Linked DNA regions of Mus musculus: region 1 is linked to region 2. Evidence: chromatin contacts called from public Hi-C data. All regions are on one chromosome and are shown on one strand. The core of a region is the stretch at or near the end of the contact, and the rest is flanking DNA. Distances in the headings are between cores, read along the strand shown.

Region 1 (3,986 bases), core at 163-2,662, 430 kb before region 2:
CAATAAAGTTAGAAAATGTCATACCATCTTTAGTCCATATTCTGGCAAATCCATCATATGACCCAGTTGCTAGAAGTGTACCTTCACTCTGGCAGAGAAACACATTTTGTTTATTACACAACTCAAAAGGCCATTTAATTACTACACACATGTTGCCTGTTTAAGTCCCAGGCACAAAAGACCCTGATCTATGTGTAAGTGCCAACAAAGGCTGGCAAACCCCCACCCCCTAATGAAGGCGGTGTTCTCGGACAGGCCAATCCCAGTGTGTGCACCGGCAGGAAGTGCTGTGGAGCAGGACTGCAGTCCCTATGCAGAACATTTTCACAGGTGACCATGAGTGAGGATGGGGCAAGTGTAGACCAGGAAGGACAACATAAAAATGATACCATGAGAATGCTTTTTATAAGAAGTAAAAAGCAAAGCCTACAATTCACTCCTAAATTCTGATTAGGATTTTAGGAATATGGGGCCAGATTGAAGCTAAAATTGGGATCTAATTTCAAGATTATATAATGCCAAGTCCTCAAATGTCTTCATTCACAGACCATTTATGCAAGAACAAAACACTCACATTCCAATCTAGAGACGTGACATCCTTGTTACTGGGCACGTCCTGCCCTCCTTCCCGTATGCAGTGTCTAAGCACGAGCTGCGTAGGGCCACTCGTGCTGTTCTCACTGAGGTTCCAGATTCTTGCCGTGGAGTCTCCAGACCTTCAGAGTCAAAAAATCGGCTTAAGTCTTCATATAAGCAAGCATTCCAGAACCCAAGCCATACATTTAACACCTGAATAAGAAGTAGACTACCAGATATAAACATTTCTAATATTTCTCTTTTAGAGCTCCTACCAAGTAATAATACTAACCTACTAAGGTAAAATGACCGGAAAGTGAAATCTATGTAGCAGTCCTTTTGTTGAGGTATTCTTAGATGCCATTGTCATGCTGCACGTGACATAATCCCAGGACACAGTGCATCAACAAGGCAAGGTTACAGAGTAAATCCTGTCTAAAACAACAAAATACTCAACAGCTAGAAAGCTCTTTGAAAAACCTACCCTGATGCCAGGAGATCACTAACAGGGTTCCAGGCACAGATGAAAACTTCAGATTCATGGCCCCGAAGCACAACCGCTTTATTGGAAGGGATTTCCACATCCCCATCTACTTCCATCATGTCAGTGTGATTATCTGCAGCATGAGAAGTAGCAGTTCTGTCAGAAGGTAAGCACATTTCTAGCAAGTATGGCTGTACTAGTTTTAAAAGTGTGAGTGTTTATGCCCAGAGAATGTGTATGTGGAAGTGGTAAAAAAAAGAAAGGGGGAAAAAGGGCTATACCTCAGCATGGCTGAATTAAACAGCCTGTAACAATACTATTCTGAGTTCTGCCAGTAGGGGTTGCTGATATCATTTCTATAGCATGAGTCATCTTTATTGCTCACCATCAGAGCCTTGCTGGATGTTTATAACAGGGACTACTAGAAATTTTACTTAGAAATCAACTGCAGATGCAATGTTCACTTAAGAGTAGAAAGGGGTTTCAGAAACATTTAGGAACAAACAAACATTCAGTGTATTTAGCTTTTTAGAATCTTAGGTAGAAAATATGAACTGTGTGATGCACTATACTGCCTGTTTTTGTGTGTCAACTTGACACAGCTGGAATTATCACTCAGAAAGGAGCTTCAGTTGAGGAAATGCCTCCATGAGATCCAACTGTAAGGCATTTTCTCAACTGGTGATCAAGGGGGGAAAGCCCACTGTGGGTGGTGCCATCCCTGGGCTGGTAGTCTTGGGTTCTATAAGAGAGCAGGCTGAGCAAGCCAGTAAAGAACATCCCTCCATGGCCTCTGCATCAGCTCCTGCTTCCTGATCTGCTTGAGTTCCAGTCCTGACTTCCTTGGTGATGAACAGCAGTATGGAAGTGTAAGCTGAATAAACTCTTTCCTCCCCAACTTGCTTCTTGGTCATGATGTTTGTGCAGGAATAGAAACCCTGACTAAGCGAAGCATGTTGGGGGGTAAAGACAAACACTGGCTATCAGTACAGCTCTAAGGATGGGGCAATGGAGAACAGTAGTGTGTGCTGAGCATCTCCAAGCATTCTCGGCTCACTTGCGATGGTATGTGCTCCATTCTCCTCCCCATTTGCTGTATTCTCTCCATTTTTTGCAGATCCTTGCTGGTTAGTGGCGGCAGCAGCGGCAGCGGCTGCGGCTGCATGCTGCTGTGCAAGCTTGTCTCTGTAGGCTTGTTGTCTTGTTTGGACTACATCGGGCATAACAGCATCTATCAGGGACAGAGACTCGATGGGTCGACCATCAAATAAGGTGCCATCCTGGGGTTGGAAAACCGGGAAAGAAAAATGAGATGTAGTCATGAGGTTAACAAACATTCCATTAACAAAATGAACAACTTCATTCTAAGGAAACCGTGAACGTGAGCAAGAAGGAGGAAGGGGGCAAGAATGACAAAGATGCAAACAGCCACCAACTGTCACTGAGGTCCTGCTGAACTCTGCACAAAGACAAACCAATACAAGAGGCCATTCACAAAAGCTTAAAGATAATAAAATGATAATGTATAACATCCAGGTAAGAAAAGCTGTTAGTAAAAAACACTGACCAATATGAATATGTCATACCACGGGATCCAGGCCTTGGAATAAAGGAAAGCACCTGTACTGACCGGGAGCAGATCTTGACCTTACTGGTTTTCTCTAAACATTACAGGATGATCATACACAGAAGTCATCTAGATGTGTGTGATACACAAACTTGACATTAGGAGTAAATGAAGGGACCCACAGATAATGCTAACTGTGGCAATGTGGTAACCCACCGCTGAGGATACCAAAAGGGAACTGGACTACTTTAAACAGCTAAAATCTTTTCATTTACTTTTACAAAAAAAAAGGGGGGGGGGGGGAGGGCATGTGTTTACCTCTACATATTCCGGCCATACACTAAACATTGTAGCTACAACAAAGTTCTACTCAGAAAGAACATGCAGTGTGTGCTTATGAATGCTTTAAAGGCTGTAAGGTCCTTGTTACAGCGCCTCATGTTCCCAGCAGCTACCCAGTGACAGTCCAGAACTAAATGAGCTCGGCTGTGCTACAAAGCTAATTTATAGAATCAGGGAGCAGGTAAGATGGCCTCAGGCACAAGTAGCATGCCAACACCAGAAATAAACACACTACTTCCACATGAACCTTGGACACGAAGCTCTGAGAATCAATGTTGGCATCAATTATAAATAAATTGGCTTCCAACATCAGGGTACATGAAACTAACAGTGTTTTTTTATGTCCTTGCCATCAGTTTGTTCTTAGTACTCTCCAGCCAAATTACTTATGTGTTAAACATGATTTCCTTTGCTTACATACATACACACACACACACACACACACACACACACACACACACACGCAGAGGAATAGTCTACAGAAATTATCCGCTGGTATGAAGACCAGTACAGTTATGAAGAATAATTTTAATCTGTCTGAACCCATGAAGTCAAGGTCAGATACTCAATAAACAACCACATTTAAGAATCAGAATCAGTGTTTGAAATGGAACTCATCTGCCTTACCTCATTTATGCTAACTTCTGCCTCTACATACTGCAGGCCTTTCTGGATGATAGAGATGAGTGCAGCGGGTGGAACCAGGGCACCATTTATGTTGGACTGACTTATATGGCTCTCTATACCAAAGGTAAACGCAGAATGAGAAAATCCTAAAAGCAAAGGAAACACTGTGAGAACTTATGTTGCTAGTAACATCACATTAAATTACAAACAGAAAAAACTTTGTTATCTTTTATAATTACATATCATCACTTGACGGTGTAAATGGACAACTAAGAAATGATTGAAAATAAAAATATTAAAAGAGAAACTTGCCAGCCTTTTACTTTCCCTTGCTCTCGGCTACTGTACATGTGGCTTCTAATGGGTTGCATGTCTTCAGGTTTTCTAACT
Region 2 (4,634 bases), core at 669-3,168:
AAGGAAGGAAGAAAGGAAGAAAGGAAGAAAGAAAGAAAGAAAGAAAGAAAGAAAGAAAGAAAGAAAGGAAGGAAGGAAGGAAGGAAGGAAGGAAGGAAGGAAGAAAGGAAGGAAGGAAGAAAGAAAGGAAGGAAGAAAGAAAGAATGAACAACACAGAAAGGAAGGATGAGTCTATCTGTGTAAATGATTCTAGGCTAAATGACCAACTTTTGGGTTGTAGAGTATTAAAATGTAAGGGTCAAGTTATCCTGGCCTATTTTAGGTCCTTTTGAAAACCATTCCTTATCCACTCCTGTGTCTGATCTAGTGTCATTCTGTCTATTAAAGTCTTGAAAATATATTTGAAAAATGTTAGCAGAAGACTAGCTTCCATAAACTCAGAATCTAAGAATGTCATTAGATAATTCTGAAATATATAGAAGTTTTCTCTGCTTTTTTTGTAACCTGCCTATCAATGCCTTCAATAAATGCCTTCAAATATGACTTTTTTGTTTCCTAACTTAAAAATCCCACGTATCACTATCATAGTGGAGCTTGCCTTTTCAGGACAAACTAAATCCGTATTCCCAGATAATAGTAATTAATATCTAGCTCCATAATAATCATTCATTTCCTTTTAGGTGAGAGTTTTCTTTCTTTCTTTCTTTCTTTCTTTCTTTCTTTCTTTCTTTCTTTCTTTCTTTCTTTCTTTCTTTCTTTCTTTCTTTCTTTCTTCTAATCATGTCTCTAAGGTAGAGGTATCTCTTGTTTTAGTTTTCCCAAGGAGAGAAAATACAAGGGAGAATTATTGGACATACACGTGGTGGTTTCTTTTTAGTTTATGTATTCATTTAAAGACTTATTTTCATTATCTGTTTTACAGTGTATCTGTGTGTTTGCATGTGGGTGGGAGGATATAGGTACTTATAGAGTCCAGAGGTGTCAGATCCTCTGCAGCTGGAGTTATAGGATGTTGTGAGCTGCCTGGCACTGGTACAAGGAACTGAATTCAGGTTCTCTGCAAGAACAGTATGCACTTTTAATTGTTGAGCCATCTTTCCAGTGTCTCTTTTATTGTTAAAGCACTATTTCAATAGTAAGTGGTACACTTTCTTTCTCCTTGATATATACATTGTTCTGATATCTTTTAGAAGTAGTCTCCTATGAAACACTCTCATAGGTCAATAATCTTGTTTTTATTTAACTTATCATTATCCTTTGTATTTAACAAGAACAATTTAAAAAAATTCTTAAATGGACAAATGGATTAAAAGAAAGGCAATGAAAATGGTCAAAGTGATACAATATATTTTTTTAAATCCCTTTCTGATCTCATTCTAACATGGGTCACTAATCAGTTAAATTTGAGGTACATACCATTTAAGACTAATTTATTTCAAAGGACACCAGAGTCCTGACAAAAGATTCACAGTGTCTTAGTTTACTCTGAGGCTTCCTGGAAAAGTGGAGTTCAGGAAGGAGAAAGGCAGCCTAGATATGGGCAGGCCATGGCCTTTCCCTCACCTAGGTCCTGTACAGGTACCTAGCAGCCACTGAGAAAGGAAGACATTCCAAGCAATTCTGGGAAGGCAGATTGATAGTCGTGCTGTTAGCTTCTAAAGAATTCTGTAACTCAGCTAAAGCAAAAAATGGCTGGGCTGCAGGTATTTTTGCTGAGGAAGTGGCACCTGTGGTCAGCAAGTCTGGGCAAAGTTCTGCTAGGTTAGAGGTAAGCCTCATCTGATTTTCAGAGAATCTGGGCAAAATAGAATGCACGTCCCAAAAGAAATGAGGATGGGACAGCCACACTGTTTCCTGAAGGGAAAATGGTGTGTTTGTGGAAGATCCTGTGTGGCATATTTGTGGGCTGGGGGGTGGTGGTGAAGCATGTTGGCACGGAGAGTGGAGACTCTAGGGTGAGTGGAAGCTTGCCAGTCTGCCTCAGCTATGATGCAACATCATCAGCCGTGGCACCACCCTGAAAACCACTGTGTTTGGAGCCAGGGATATACTCAGATGTGCCAGTGCCAATGTATTTTGCATCATAATTAAAGCAACATGGCCACTAATTCTTACCCAGAAATTCTCATCTCCTAGGTCTGCAGACAAATGGCTTTTGCTTTCAGGAGCAGGAAACTTTGAAGAACTTATGCAGTCTCCTTCTTGCCTCGAATAAGGTGGAGCATTACTAATGCTGAACCCACAGAAAAGAGACCTGAGTATAAGTAGACCAAAATCTTCCAGACTTCCTACTTTGGCCAAAATAGCACAGAAAGAAGGCTCTAAGTGCTTGGTTCCTTCTAGCCCCAGGTCTCAGTCATAGTCCTATTATCACCGACAAAATTGATGTGCCATATTTTGTTGAGATTCTTTCCTTTAAGCTAAATATGGTGAAGGCCTTCCTAACCATTGAAACATGGGGGTACAGTACTAACCCCACAGGTCATAATGCAAGGAGTATTAGCAATACCCAGGCTTGGATTCTATGTAAGTTGAGTTCTGGCTAGGGCTGAAAGTGGAAACAATCACTATTGGCTTGCAAAAAATTTACTTGGGTGATAATTTGAAGATGGAGATCTTGGCTATGTATGACAGACCACAATGCCTTTAGCCAAAGAACAAAAGCTCAACCCCAAATCAGAATGTTTGGTCTTTCTTGCCAAACAAATTCATGTTTGGGAACTTCTAGGCAGCTGTCTGGGATTACCTACTGCTTAGTCATAGAGATGAAGTATTAGTGTGATTAAGTAGCTGTGTATTCTTCTGTCAAGTTGGTATTTACATCAGGGGTATCTGAGTCCCTATAAGGACTTTCTGTTGTCTGCAGGTGAGGTAGGAAAGGTGGGGTAAGAGGAGACAGTGAAGCTTCTCCTCTGGTCATAACTCTTGGATATCTGTGTTCTTCCCTCTTCTCAATGTCTAAACTTTCATTCCTTCTTGCCTGGGTGATTTATAATCCTCTGACTTCATCTTTCCTCCTTTGACCCTTGTCCTTATCTGAACTCTGTTCTCGTCTCTCCATGAGCTAGCTTATCTTTCAACTAACTTCCTACTTAAAGTAAAACTCAGGCCATGTCTTTGTCTCAATAACTTCACATTTCATAATCTTATACTGAAGACTAGCCACAGACCCTTCAGGACATTTAAAGCTTGTTTTCTATTTGTGTTTCCCAACTGAAATCTTTATATTTTTCCCCCATATTTTTGAGACTTGTTGTAAGTAGTAGAAACAGTGGTGAGCAAAACAGTCCTGTTTCTTACTGCTTCTGTCAGGTCCATGAGCTCAAACTCCCGGATATTCCCTCTGGGCTTCAGCTACTTGGGCCTCAGCACATACCATCCTATCTTTCTGGGAGACTTTTCCTTCCAGGCTCTGGTTAACATACTTTAGGGCTTAGTTTAAGCACTCACTTTCCATGAAGCTTCTTGTGGTTTATGTTCTGTGCCCCTGATGAGGTCAAGAGATTATTCTTGGTTGATAGGGTGTTCTCTACCTCTCATGGTAGTCACTTCTGAATACACAGACTCAAGTTCTATCTTTTCCTTCTTTTGGGGGAATAGCAATGTACAATGAGCTTAAAGATTCAGCTTTAAAAACTGGTCCTAGTTTCATTTCTGTTGCTGTGATAAAATAAAAGGATTTATTTCAGCTTACAATTTTAGATTAGTGCCTATTATGGTGGAGAAGTCAAGACAGGAGCTTCAAACAAAGAGTCACATCATATCCATAGTCAAGAGTGGAGAGGAATTAATGAATTCATGTTAATCTGCTCACTTGTTTGTGCTCACCTTGATTTCTTTTCTTGTTCTTTTTTCAATTTTTTTATTAGATATTTTCTTCATTTACATTTCAAATGCTATCCCGAAAGTCCCCTATACCCTACCCCTGCCCTGCTCCTCTACCCACCCACTCCCAGTATTTGGCCCTGGCGTTCCCCTGTACTGGGGCATATTAAGTTTGCAAGACCAAGGGTCCTCTATTCTCAATGATGGCCGACTAGGACATCTTCTGCTACATATGCAAGTAGAGACACAAGCTCTCGAGTGTACTGGTTAGTTCATATTATTGTTCCACCTATCGGGTTGCAGACCCCTTCAGCTCCTTGGGTACTTTCTCTAGCTCCTCCATTAGAGGCCCTGTATTCCATCCGGTAGAAGACTATGCGTATCCACGTCTGTATTTGCCAGGCACTGGCATAGCCTCACCAGAGACAGCTATATCAGGGTCCTGTCAGCAAAATCTTGCTGGCATGTGCAATAGTGTCTGCGTTTGGTGGCTGATTATGGGATGGATCCTTGGATGGGGCAGTCTCTGGATGGTCCATCCTTTCATCTCAGCTCCAAACTTTGTCTCTGTAACTCCTTCCATGGGTATTTTGTTCCATATTCTAAGGAGGAATGAAGTATCCACGCTTTGGTCTTCCTTCTTCTTGATGTTCTTGTGTTTTGCAAATTGTATCTTGGATATTCTAAGTTTCTGGGCTAATATCCACTTATCAGTGAGTGCATATCAAGTGAGTTCTTTTGTGATTGGGTTACCTCACTCAGGATGATATCCTCCAAATCCATCCATTTGCCTAAGAATTTCATAAATTCACTGTTTTTAATTGCTGAGTAGGACTCCATGGTGCAAATATACCACATTTTCTGTATA

What was found. A called contact is a pair of places that touch in the nucleus more often than the background predicts.
Region 1: a Hi-C map of the 3T3-L1 cell line shows a contact between it and region 2, with 2.6 times the contacts expected there. The contact joins two enhancer-like sites. A contact is called at or near these places in 2 of 484 Hi-C or Micro-C datasets (the 3T3-L1 cell line and cortical neurons) and 1 of 9 other capture datasets (embryonic stem cells).

Annotation. Positions count from the first base shown.
Region 1 is chr3:22,188,122-22,192,107 of GRCm38.p6, reverse strand. It overlaps Tbl1xr1 (transducin (beta)-like 1X-linked receptor 1), which reads right to left. Exons shown (of 16, transcript NM_030732.3): 4 at 3,597-3,742; 5 at 2,118-2,340; 6 at 1,061-1,193; 7 at 575-716; 8 at 25-88. Among named protein-coding and RNA genes, the nearest start is that of Tbl1xr1, 110 kb to the right of the region's middle. Within about 2 kb of position 1,412, at least 13 of the 459 cell types and tissues checked have an H3K27ac peak or open chromatin away from gene starts, as enhancers often do.
Region 2 is chr3:21,759,400-21,764,033 of GRCm38.p6, reverse strand. The region is part of intron 1 of 7530428D23Rik (RIKEN cDNA 7530428D23 gene); the gene reads left to right. Among named protein-coding and RNA genes, the nearest start is that of 7530428D23Rik, 39 kb to the left of the region's middle. Within about 2 kb of position 1,918, at least 47 of the 459 cell types and tissues checked have an H3K27ac peak or open chromatin away from gene starts, as enhancers often do.